2 separate regions of the Danio rerio genome follow, and region 2 is linked to region 1. The links are chromatin contacts, called in public Hi-C maps. All regions are on one chromosome and are shown on one strand. The core of a region is the stretch at or near the end of the contact, and the rest is flanking DNA. Distances in the headings are between cores, read along the strand shown.

What was found. Hi-C and Micro-C count contacts between places; a contact is called where the count stands out from the background.
Region 2: a Hi-C map of an unstated tissue shows a contact between it and region 1, with 2.3 times the contacts expected there. The contact joins the promoter of kcnq5a here to the promoter of LOC141377014 in region 1. A contact is called at or near these places in 2 of 18 Hi-C or Micro-C datasets (hematopoietic stem cells and an unstated tissue).

The regions. Positions count from the first base shown.
Region 1 is chr13:30,679,531-30,683,000 of GRCz12tu, forward strand. It overlaps LOC141377014, which reads left to right and starts at 1,430. Exons shown (of 3, transcript XM_073920126.1): 1 at 1,430-1,444. The coding sequence starts at 1,430. All of the region lies in intron 2 of kcnq5a (potassium voltage-gated channel, KQT-like subfamily, member 5a), which reads right to left.
Region 2 is chr13:30,849,523-30,852,699 of GRCz12tu, forward strand. It overlaps kcnq5a (potassium voltage-gated channel, KQT-like subfamily, member 5a), which reads right to left and starts at 1,904. Exons shown (of 16, transcript XM_073920928.1): 1 at 1,791-1,904.

The DNA of each region.
Region 1 (3,470 bases), core at 180-2,679:
TAGTGTGAGGGCTTCTGTGAATCTCATAACACTCCATAGTATTACAATCCCCAAAGACTGGATCGTGACAGAGTTTATGAGTCATTGCAGGATATAGCACTTTCCATATCCTGGTGGTACAGCACACCACAACCATAACACTCAAACTGGTGTCATGCTACTCAACTACAGCATGTTTATTGCATTTAAGCATGCATTCAAAATGCACACACACACACACACACACACACACACACACACACACACACACACACACACACACACACACACACACACACACACACACACACACACAAAATAAGACTTCTGCTTTAATCATTACTGTAATCCAATGGCAGCAGAAACACAAAACATTCGTTTAGCTCCAAATGTCTGAAAACAATAGTAAAGATGCATCTACTTTGCACTACTTTCTTACAGGGTTTTTGCTGGTTTCATAAAGTCAAATTTAAGACTTTTAAGATCTTTCTAAGACCATAATGAATGAAATTTCAGACTTATATGGCTAAACGCTAAAATGTTTTAATGGTCCATAAGGAAAAAAGTACTTGCCCTATCTATTATGATTTGCCTATATTTCTAATTAGTTATTTCTTAGTTCTAATTTCACATATTTTAAATAATGTCAAAACAAGCAAACCCTAGTTTGTTTATATATATATATATATATATATATATATATATATATATATATATATATATATATATATATATATATATATATATATATACGTTTTGCAACATATCTAACATAATTAACAACATAAAAAACTCTTTAAAAACTAAACGTTTGCATAACAGACTGCTCTTAATGATTTATTCAGATGTAATTGTTGGTGACTGGAAATATGACTGAGCAGGAACAAAGTAAAATTATTCCAGGAGAGGGACACACAGTAGCACAGGCTGCCAGATACAGTATGTGTGGATGTGCCACAGCCTGCAAGACAGTAGATAAACTTATTTATATGTATGTGTAATGTGTGTATTACTGTATGCTTCCCTACTGTCTACCACAGTGACCATTTTTATGTGTGTGTGTTTATATGTTAAACACTGTGGTTTGAAATGTTCAACTGCTTTTATTTCTTACATTTAAGTTTAAATTATTATGATATTTAGTTTCTATTCTTTTATTTTATTGTAGTTTTAGAGTTGTCCTCCTATTTTAAGCTTTGGTAATATTGTATCATTTACACTTATGCCAATAAAGCAATTTTGAATTGAGTTGAATTGATTGGATGTGTGTTGGATCAACTGGGTAGCTTTACATAAATAAACAGGGTTATATTTCAGTCAATTTAAGACTTTTTAAGAGCTTGCGGATACCCTGTTTGTAGTGTGATGCTGCTGTAACACACTTTAAAGGTCTGCAGAATTTCAATAATTACAATGCATAAATATGAACTCTGACCTTCAAATGCTCTAGATGAAGCTGAGGCCTGTAAGAGTTTATTTGATGTTGAAATGTCAAGAAGATGCACTTTTTATTATTTTTTCCTGCAATTTGAGATCAAATCAGAGCAGTGTATATGCTCTCAGAAAGTATCTGCTAAGAGAGACCAAACCCTTATATTTTACATAGTTTTCATTAAAATAATATCATCCTTACAATAATTTTAGTACAAAAAATAATGAAAAACAATCAAACAGTTTAATAAGTCACTTCACATCCAAATCCAATCCAAAAAGTCACATAAATTACAGTATACTGTATGCTAGTTAGATTTTTAAATAGCTCATGTCCAGTGTTGTGTTTTTATCATAATTTATGTAGCATTGTTGTCCTGCAAGACACAACATTTCGTTCCTCTGTATGTCCCCACATGTAGCGGAAATCTAGTTTGATTCCCTTTACCAACACTTAAGGGTGTTTTTACACCTGCCTCATTTACTGCGATTGAACTGCACTAGAATTAATTTTCCTATTTGGGGCATTTCATTTGGCCAGTTATGAATGGAGCAATCACACTTGAAAATACACACAAAAAGTGGACCAAACAAGCATACAGAGACTTGCTTGAAAAGGTAGGTTCAGTTCTCTTTCAAGAAGATTGTTTGTATCAAGAACATGATTCAAAAACTCAAAAAGACCCAACTGCAAAAATTCACATGTTTGGGCTAAACCAGCTGTAATAGTCAGCTGCATTGTGTACTTGATAAGGGAAAGTATTTGTTTACAGTGTTGAAATCCATGGTAGCTCATAGATAAACCTCTGACTTGTGATGCACCTTTATCACTTGCAGTCCATTAAAACATCTTTTCCTCATCTCTTTGTTTACTTTTTGGAGTACTGTAGGACTATTCACAAATGTTTGTTCTGACCAATCAAAAAATCCTTTAGGAAATACAATATGTTGAATGACACATTTGGGGAAACAAGTGATGTCTATGTTGTCACATGACTGCATTTTGGTTTGTTTTAAATGATTTTGACCAGAGACCAAAACTGTAACAATGCATATTTGTTGCCCTTGCTCAGAGCTAATTAACCCAAACCTTTAAAATGTGCATCCTTTATTCAATGTTTGACGTAATCTCAACTGAAAAATTATTAAGGGAAAGGGCATCAAGTAGCTCTTCCTCTTTAAAAAAAACAGCCAAATATGTTCTGTTTTTATCACAGGTCTGCCAGTAAGCATGGTTGAGCTCGAAAAACAAAAAATGAAAAACAAATAAGAAGTGTCTTGAAGGGAGTGGGACATGTCAGATAGAGCACTTGATAGGTCATGATTTGATGAGAAACTGAAGTGTGAAATAAAAAAATTGTGGAAGCAGGAGTGACAAACTGCAAGCTATGTATGGATGGATGGATCTCTTTTAAATTTTCTAAATGTGGAATTTGTTACTGTTTTGGAACACACAGCTAACAGAAATCCTTAAAACTAACAGACTAAAACTAACATCTATGTTTTTTTTTCATTTCACAGGACCTTAAAAACCTTCAATATACTAAAACATTTAATTTACTATTTAGTTCCAGTTTACAAAATACGTTTGGACTGTATGTGCACACAGACACATTTTCCAGATCTATTCGAGAGATCTCTCACACTTATAATTAAAGGAAATTAAAACTTTAGACCAGGAAGGAATACCATTTTTGAACAAACAGCTGCAGGTACAAGTGCTTTGCTAAAAACACAGCCAGACTATGTATCTTTCAGCATTCAGAGCCATGTGGTCACAGCGCCAGGATCCCACAGACTCAAACATCTGAATTTCGAAAACTATGAACCCCAGGGACCTCTTTCCACCCGCAAGACAAAATACTGCACCACCTACTAACTCAGGGATCTGCGTGTAAATGTGTATGTATGCAAATGTCAAATTGCAGTTCAGTCTTTACACTGCAACAGAGAGAGAGAGAGAAAAAGAAAAAAAGGAGGGAAAGATTACAGTAGCACCTAATGTGATGCACACCTGTTTCTGCTTGCCTGTGTGTGTCTGTGAAACTGTGTCTGAGATC
Region 2 (3,177 bases), core at 654-3,153, 170 kb after region 1:
CCAAACGCAGCTGTGCAGCTCTTCACTGACTGTCTCTGTGTAAATCAGGGATTTTGTCCAGGATAACATTATCACTGGAACCTTACATTACAGTGTTATCCTTTAATGTTAACACTTCACACATAGCTTCAATGCAAGCAAATGTCATACAACTGTTTGTGATTATCATGATATCTAAAAATTATAAGAATAATAAATAAAATAAAATAATAGCAAATCAAAGATGGTAATATCAGGCTTGGACACACTGTAAAGAAAATATCGTGCATCAGCCAGTTTAAATGTTAAAAAGTAAACAATGCTTTACATGCATTAGTAATTGGGTATATTTTAGCCTTTAACTGCTTGAATTTCTACATAATGTGCAAACTGAGTGGATTTAAAAACAACTCGTACTAAGAATAGATTTATATAAAGCATGACTTTGCCATATGGGCTTCTCTAACAGCTGCGCGAAAGCCGTTCAAGCTTTCATTAAGAAAACTGCCAAGAGAGTAACAGAAAGGCAAACAAACAAGCCTAATGAACAACAATACCTTGTGTTTACAAAACAAATATTGTTATAATTTTTTATTGAGTTCACCCTCAAGCGCAGACCTGAGATTTTATCAAATCAATTAATTATAAATTATTTAGAAAGCCAATCTATAATATAATATTGCAAGCAAGGCTTAAATTCACTGATGTATAAATAAGCAGCAGGAATAAAGCATAAATTATTATGGACAATACATTTTTATCCTTATGTTGGTTAATTGTTTTGCTGGTAAGGGTATATTTTCTGCTACCGCTTTTCACACATTATGATGACAATAAAATGCATTTGGTTATGTTTCTGATGACATTATTTTCTCCTACTGTGCAGTGGCTTGTTCTCATGCACAGCTAACAACAACACACTCTAGTGGTGTGAGTCTGTTAATACAGACCTAGAAATCACACAAAAACACCAAATACAATATATTGTGGTTCCATATATTGTGGACTGCCTTCATTTAATATTACTCTATAATCACATTTGCACCGATTTAGAGGTTAGGCTTAGAATATAGAAACTCTATATTTAGTAAATTGTAAGGTCCCCGCGTTATCTATCAATCTAAACCACATTTCTGCACAATGTGAGTGTAGGCCTATGGGCAACGAGAACCCAGACAAGGTCTTCAAAAAAAAAAACAAAAAAAAACCCTATCTTAAAAAATGGCCACGAGGATTATATGGTCATCGGGATCAAGGCAAACAGAAATGAGTAACGAGTTTTAGAATATTAGCAATTGATTCATTTGAAAAATGGAGCGCAAGTTATGCTTTTTACATATTTGTAAGACTGGCCATAAATCAAGCACCGTTTAAAAATTGTTTGAAATCTTTTCACGGCGCTGGTTTCATTTCCCAGGGAGTCTGAGACGAGAACAGACACTTTCCATTAACAACAGCTGACTGGCAAAGCAACAGCTCTGAGTTTATGAATGCACTGGGCCTGTTTCACGGCTGATTCACCTGCATAAGGACCACCGAAAACAGATCAGGCTTCAGTATATTCAATATTTTCTAACTTCTTAATGGTTAATCTTAATTGATCTGTCCAACTAATTATTCAAAACGCGAGTTACGTCATTTGAAGAAACGATGAATCGCACTGTCAAATTCAGTTGTGACTGATTCGGTGATTCACTCGTTACCAGACAGCTGATTTGTTTATTGGCCATTCTTTTTCAAACAAATGGTAATCAGTCTGACTTGTCACGTTATATGTTTGCAGTTCATTAGAAAAAAGATGATCTACTTACTATTATTTTTCCGTCGGGCTTGCAGTAAGAGCTCATGTCCCCGATTTATTCAGCTGTCTATGGCCCATGATACCTCGCGGTAATCAGCGTTGCCAACTATTTCCATTAAAAAGTAGCTAAAGCCTGGCCAAAAAGTAGTTAAATGTTACCCGATGACGTCACATCCCAATTTGCATATCTGTGACGTACCTGTCATGTGTTTTCTTGGTGAGGCGCCGTGTATTATATTATATTAAACATTAACGTTAGATCTAGATGCACAATAAATAGGTTCTTATTAACATAGGCTACAACTTTCTGTGATGACATCATTGCGTAATCACAACTCAAAACTTCATCTTTATGTATACAAAATAATTCATGTTTTCTCAAATTGACTGGCTATCTCATCAAAAACATATGTCCATTTAGCTTAGATTTGTATAAAAAATATAGTTTACTATTTGTACAATACAAACACTTTTAGAATTTAGATTTTAAAACACAACACTGATAATGAACAGTTACATTCTTAAACAGTCACAGCTTGTGTACTTACTCTTTTTAACTTGTGCAATTAACACATTTGTGAAAGTGACAACAATTATAGCACTATTGGAATTTATTTCTACCTAAATTAACAATTATACATGTTAACAAGCATCAGTAAATTAACAGTTATGTAAGGTGACGCAGTGGCGCAGTTGTGCTGTCGCCTCACAGCAAGAAGGTCACTGAGTCTCGGCTGGGTCAGTTGGTGTTTCTGTGTGGAGTTTGCATGTTCTCCCTGCGGTTTCCCTCGCAGTTCAAAGATATGCGGTACAGGTGAATTGGGTAGGCTAAATTGTCCGTGGTGTATGAGTGTAAATGAGTGTGTGTGTATGTTTCCCTGAGATGGGCTGTGGCTGAAAGGGCATTCGCTTCGTGAAAACATGCTGGATAAGTTGTAGTGACCCCAGATTAACAAAAGGACTAAGCTGAAAAATTAATGAATGAATAACAGTTATGAAAAACAATAGCAATTTACTCTGCTGAACGAAGCCAGCAGCCACTGCTCTTTAAAGTCACTTTTTAAAAATTGCCAAAAGTAGCCAAATGAATGGTAAATATTGCTAAATTTGTTGCTATGGGTGCTTTTTAAAAAATAAAAAAGTTGCTTGGGTAGTATGAAAAGTTGCTAAATCTAGCAAGAAAATTGCTAAATTGGCAACTCTGGCGGTAATTATGAGAGTAACTTCCGCTAAACTGTGATTATGGAGTGTTTTTAAAAAAACTGTGTAGTAGTACAACGAGGTGGCATTGCTTTGTTTAAGTTCATCCAATTGAGTATTAAAAGCAATTTATGAGTATTACAAGTCAGTTCAGTCAACCTCAAAAACCTAAAAATGAGTCTTTCCAGAATATTGTA